2 separate regions of the Mus musculus genome follow, and region 1 is linked to region 2. Evidence: chromatin contacts called from public HiChIP or PLAC-seq data. All regions are on one chromosome and are shown on one strand. The core of a region is the stretch at or near the end of the contact, and the rest is flanking DNA. Distances in the headings are between cores, read along the strand shown. Region 1 overlaps Wdfy4 (WD repeat and FYVE domain containing 4). Region 2 holds the start of Prrxl1 (paired related homeobox protein-like 1).

Region 1 (3,031 bases), core at 489-2,988, 370 kb before region 2:
GATGATCGTCACATCCGGGGCCAGCGCAGTGGTGTGCATCTGGGAGCTGAGCCTGGTCAAAGGTCGCCCGAGAGGTCTGAAACTCCGACAGGTATGTGCCCTTCATAGATGTGGTATCTCTGGCAACCATGGTGCCAAAGCAGGAGTGGAGGTCAGTTGGAAGACAGCTCTGTCTTTTGGGAATGGTTTCAATCCCTGAGTAGATCAGATGAGCAGGCACCTCCATGGACGCCTGACCATAGCATATGACACTGTTGCTCCCATGTAGCCCTGGGCTAAAAAAAAAAATCAGTTTCCTGGACCAGGGGCTATGCAGAGGAACCGCCATTTCTCAAAAAACAAAAAACAAAAAAAACAAGAAAGGAAGGAAGGAAGGAAGGAAGGAAGGAAGGAAAGGAAAGGAAAGGAAAGGAAAGGAAAGGAAAGGAAAGGAAAGGAAAGGAAAGGAAAGGAAAGGAAAGGAAAGGAAAGGAAAGGAAAGGAAAGGAAAGGAAAGGAAAGGAAAGGAAAGGAGAAAAGGGGGAAAGGGGGAAAGGGGGAAAGGGGGAAAGGGGAAAGGGGAAAAAGGGGAAAGGGGAAAAAGGGGAAAGGGGAAAGGGAAAAGGAAAAGGAAAAGGAAAAGGAAAAAGAGAAAGAAAGAAGCCAAGTGTCTCAAGTTCATAAATCCAGGAAATGGAACTTTTTCAGACAGGTGCCATGGACTGAGCCCACAGCAGGCTGAGAACAGAGACCTCCAGCTGTTCATCAAAGGGGGCCTGTCCTTGACCTGTATTCCTTGATGTCTTTATGAAATAGTTTCAATACAGTTCACAATGTGTTTGTTTTCAAACACGTGAAACATTAAAGGCAATTTTAAATTCATTTTAAAAATAAGAAATTCTTTGCTTTCTCTATAAAAATTTTTCATCTCTGCACACTACCGACCCCTATATGCATATTTATACCTTTCCAAGTCTTATACAGATATTTTTGTTCCATTTTCAGCTAGCTTATCAAATTGTTTTCATTTTTCTACAGCCTCTATAATTTGCATTTCAATTGTTCCAGATGATTCCATTTCCATAAAATTACATTTCAATTGTTATGTCAGTGTACCACGGTTTAATAAACCATTTCTTCTAAAACTAGACAATTAGGTTATTTGCAAATTTTAACCATTTTCAACAGTGCCACAGAAGACATGTCATATATATATATATATATATATATATATATATATATATATATATGCGCTGTTTGCTTCTGACTAATTGTTTCCTTATGATGTAGTTTGAAGAGGGTTACTGAGCAATCATACAAAGTTTTCCAAAACTACCCTATAGCTCTCCAATGCCATCAACAATTAACTGAGTCTACCCACCTTGCCACAACAGGCTGTCATGGGAAATTATTTTTGAGAGGTTTGATTTTACTGCGTTGTATTTATATTTTGCTAGACATAGGATGATATAACAAAGTCGTTTTAGTTACATGCATTCTGCAAAGAAAAAGAAGAAAAGAAAGTGAAAAAAAGAAAGGAGACGGAAGAAAGGAAAGGAAGACAAAAGAGCCCACTGGGTGCACATTAGAACTGCTGGGCTCTGCCTTGGGTCTCCTGCCTTTCAAGATGGTGTGCACTGGATGTCCCCTGACGCTGTAGTTTCTGGGCCGATGGATGTCAGCAAACCATGCCTATGTAGGCAATGCCATACCATGCCGTGCACACAGTCCTCTCTGCACAAAGCAGACTGATTGAGTCCACAATGCAGCCTGTGCTGCCACTCAGACTCAGAGCCATACTCTCTGAAGCCCCAGACTACCCACCTCAGGGACTGTCAGGGTCCCTTTGCATGTGTCCTTTGGTGGTGTTATGTCTTTCATGGTCAGAACTTCATCATCAGACTCAGGTCATTCTGAAGGTCAGAGGATTCTTGTCAATCTCTTTTTTTCCTCTGTTTTCATGCTTTTGAGACAACTCAAACTTCAATGGGTCATGTCCAGAGATTTGCCACCACCATCTGGTTGATGTCTCATTAGGATCCATTGAGGACAAATGGGAGCTTGTAGCAAAATTTTTTAATAGCTGTGACCAGGCAAAATGACAGCTTTGAAAAATGATGCTCAGTCTACTTGACCCAAAAGAGTGAGCAGTTTATCTCTGCCAGGCAGGGCTGGAGCTCTGTCCTTGCTGAGCCAGCCCAGCCCCATCCGGAGTGCCACCTCTGAGCTCCTCTGGCAGACGCTAAGGAATGGCAGGCATATTCAAATAGAACCAGCTCAGGTATCTCTCTGGGATGCTTGGGGTGGAGTCTTCACTATAGCCAGGAGCACTGGGCCCAGGAGGAACCTGGCCCCTTAAGATATCTGGAAAGAACTGTCTTCAAAGCCAGCCATGAAGCCTAAGACCAAATAGCCCAAGCCTGAAGGTCTAGAGCAAGTCCCCAAGACACCATAGGGCATGAACTTATATCATATCCATAGGTCTGAAAAAGTCACATTTTATGCCAGCCAGAAAACTCAACGGGTAAAAGTGCTCTCTGCCAAACCTGTCAGCCTGATGCTGATGCACATCTTTAGTCAGACCCAGTGGCTCATGCTGATAGTTCTAACACTGTAATTCCAGTTTGGACTGGAGGTTCACGAGTTCAAGACTAGCCTAGGCTATGTTGTTAACAGCCCTTTCTCAATATAAAACAACAAAAGTTTGAACACTTTTTATATAATGACCTGGCTTGCAGTCTTTCTTTCCAATCTGGTTTAAGGAGTGCTTTTTTTCAAGTCTCTCATTGTGTAATACATCTCCAACTTAAGTATGCATGAGACTTCTTGGATGGGGGTGTGTGAGAAAATGCAGATTCCAAGGTGCCACTACCAGAGTTTCTCATTTAACAGACCAGGAGCATATCCACTAAGACCCCAGATCTGCTGAGCCTGCTAGCTTGGCTGTCTTTTGCCATTTGAAACCTTTGCATACTCACAGTCCGAGGGGCTGCTTCAGATTCAAGAAGATTAAAAGGAGCAGACAGGCATAAGGACACTTGGGCCCCTTGCT
Region 2 (2,951 bases), core at 238-2,737:
GCGAGGGGGGGGGGAGTATGTACACCTGACGCTACAGATCACTGCCAGGAAGAACTCACCCTTTGGTTCCCAGGCCCTGGTTAGAGACACCCAGGGATGCAAGCTTCTCTCACTTCTCACTACCCCTGCCCCACTTAACAACTGGGAGAAGAAAACACACCAGGAATAGGGAAAGGCATTTCCCCCCTAAGGTCTAGAGACCTTAAACAACCAGACCCTGGTCCTGGGGGCTGACGAGCTGGTCATTTGTAGTCAGAAATTCAGTAAATCGCTGAGATGAAACTATTCCTGGACACTCCTGACAGGTAACTATCAGGGAGCTTGCATCCAGGGACAGCTTTGCCGCTAGAAACTGACTTTAAGTTGTCCAGAATTTCGTGTGCGATCCCGGAGCACTCTTGCCAACGCCCAGGGTGAGAGTAGGCCCTTCCTGACACGTAGTGGAGCCCAGGACTCAGAGGGCAGTTCAACTTGCTTTGGTTTTCTGGGATGTTAGCAAAACACCGTGAAAGATTGATGCGGGCCCCCTGGGCGGAGGAGCCCCGATTAGAGGCGTGACACCAGCATCTGTGCTGGGAGGACCAGGCGTCCCTGAGGCACCCATAGCCCGGGGCAGCGCGACCCAGGCGGAGAGGGAGGTGGGAGGCAGGTGGCACCAGGGCGGAGGGATGGAGCTGGATGTAGGGGGGGGCTAAGGGTACCCCTAAACCCTGCCAAGAGGCTGCCACCTTGTGGGGCGAAGACCCCAATACTTATCAACCCTTTTGTGGCCCGGCCCTTTTGGCTAGCTTGGCCTGGCCAAACAGCCCGGGAAAGCGGCGCTTACTCACCCTCTAGCTGTGGCGGACAGTGGAAATAAAACATCGCCGACGGTCGGATGGGCCCTGATGGCTGGACCAGGGCTGGTAGCGGCCTGGCAGACTTGTGCCTGTGCGTGGCTCCGGCCTGGCTGCAAAGCAAACAGCAATAGAGCCTGAGTCTCCTGCCCGCACACCCCGAGGATCACAGGGAGTGCTCCTCCTACTAAGCCCTTCCCGAAGCCCTTGGTCCCCTGGGGCCACCGCGGGGATGGTGGGAGAAGTGGTTGCACCTCCCTTCCCAAGCCACGACCCTACGGTCAGCCTTCGGCATAGGTCCTGCTGCTGGACAACCGCGCCCTCACCAAGCTGGGCACAGTCTGGCTCCTGGTTCTCAGGGGTCCCAACCACAAGCCCTGCACTTGGCCACCGCAGCTGGGTCCGGCGATCGCGCAAGGCCATCTGCAAGCGCAGCAGCTCGGGCCAAAAGCCGGTGAAGTCCCAAGGCCCAGCGCAGGGAGCCGGGGGAGCAGCACGGGAACCCTGCCTACCTCTGCGGGAGGCGGGCGAGAAGGCCGGAGTGCGCTCGCCTCTAGTCCGCACGCGGGGCTCGGCTGGCGGCGGGCGGGGCTTGGCGCTGCTGGCGCCCGCAGGACCAGAGAAGTGACTGGGGAAGTGGCCAGATGTCTTGCTGTCTGTCTACAGCGCGCGCCGCCGCTCAGCACTCGCCTTTATAATCTCACGCATAATTGGCCTTAATCTGATTATTTCCAGCGCTGTCTACAGCGAGTAACTTGGATAGGTCTATTGGGCCTTACAAATGGCCCACGTGGTGTAAAAAAAAAAAAAAATCCGTCACTTCTCAGCAAACATCAGGAATGTTTTTCCCTTTTTTTCTTTTAAACGAAGATAAAAACAACAGCTACCAATATCATCCCCCACCCAAAAGAGATTATGTTTTAAACACTCACCCCAACCCCAGCCCTCTGGGCCCCCTCAGTCTCAACCCTTCTTTCTCTGAGTGAGATTGGATTTGGGCTCGCCCTTGTCAGAGGCCTGGAGACTCCAGGACTGCAAAATTACCAAAGCGCTGCTAATTGTCGCCGCCGGATGGGTTTTGGGGGTACTCTTTGCACACGGCTTCCCTTTCCAAGCGATCGTACAAAAGGAAAGTTTGATTTTGTTCTCAGCAAGGGGTCCCTGAATTTATGTTCGCTTCTCCCTGCAAATGATATGCAGTGGGACCCTTCGCAATTACTTTTAAAATGCATCCGAGGCAGACACTCAGCGGAGAGAGACCGCCCTTCTCTCTGCCTGGGTGAAAATTAAACTCTAAAGTACCGGGTTGAAATTTTCAAGTCAGGGGCGCGGGATTGGATCAAATCACATAAACTGCAAAAAAAGCAAGTCTAATGGCGCATAATTGGTTCTGTAATAGCATTACACCAGGATAATAGCCCGTTACGGCCCCCTGCACTATTAAGTGCTTCCCTGGCGGAAAGCCTTTATGATATTAAAGGGGGAATATAATGATATTTTGGTTATTAAATGCGTGTAATTAATTTATGCACCACTGAAAATAAAGTTGGTATTATGACCCACTCAAGATGCATCAGAAGATGCGAATCAGACAACTGTTGATAAGTTCTGGTGTCTGTGTTCCGTCTAGACTGCCGATTTTATTTTGGGACAATGGCTTCTTGGACAGACTACATAAATTGAATATTTTATAAACATTCTAATGCTGCGTTTGAGAGCCTTGGCGGAGTGGTGGGTCGGGTCCCTGCCCGGCCTGAGATCCACCCTTGATCTTAAAGACACAGAGCTTTGGAAACAAAAGGCCTGGCGGGCCCACTCGTGGACCAGCGACCGGGGCAAGTAGCGCGGAGCTGGAGAACTGAGTGCTGAGGCTCTGGCCGGCCAGTGGACACCCCTGGGAAAACAGCCAGGAAGAAACGCGGCACCGCTCCGGCGGACTCAAGGCTGGGCTGGGCCTCTTGCACTCAAGCGGCCCTTTCTAGGCTCAGCCGCTCCCGGCCGGAATCGGCCCTGCTGGGAGCAAGAAGAGGCTGGAAAATGACTGCTCGGCTCGGAGCGAACAGACCCGCCGCGCCAGCTCTCCTCCAGGGCCACAGACTCCCGCAAGACCAAGCG

The links. HiChIP or PLAC-seq counts read pairs in DNA pulled down with a chosen protein or histone mark.
Region 1: a contact with region 2 is called in an H3K27ac HiChIP or PLAC-seq map of VIP interneurons, with 7 times the contacts expected there. The contact joins the enhancer-like site here to the promoter of Prrxl1 in region 2. A contact is called at or near these places in 10 of 39 promoter capture datasets (the 3T3-L1 cell line, Sertoli cells, embryonic stem cells and 3 more), 3 of 15 datasets of contacts at CTCF or cohesin (hippocampal excitatory neurons, pro-B cells and stem cell-derived epiblast-like cells), 50 of 484 Hi-C or Micro-C datasets (B cells, ECoMG myeloid progenitors, the HL-1 cell line and 28 more), 16 of 115 datasets of contacts at active chromatin or transcription factors (VIP interneurons, astrocytes, bone marrow-derived macrophages and 10 more) and 2 of 9 other capture datasets (embryonic stem cells and embryonic trunk).

What each region holds. Positions count from the first base shown.
Region 1 is chr14:32,967,883-32,970,913 of GRCm38.p6, reverse strand. It overlaps Wdfy4 (WD repeat and FYVE domain containing 4), which reads left to right. Exons shown (of 59, transcript NM_001146022.2): 54 at 1-91. Among named protein-coding and RNA genes, the nearest start is that of Lrrc18, 22 kb to the left of the region's middle. Within about 2 kb of position 1,738, at least 3 of the 459 cell types and tissues checked have an H3K27ac peak or open chromatin away from gene starts, as enhancers often do. A contact at or near this core is called in VIP interneurons, where this site is marked.
Region 2 is chr14:32,597,944-32,600,894 of GRCm38.p6, reverse strand. It overlaps Prrxl1 (paired related homeobox protein-like 1), which reads right to left and starts at 1,487. Exons shown (of 7, transcript NM_001347590.1): 1 at 1,349-1,487; 2 at 831-949. The coding sequence starts at 864.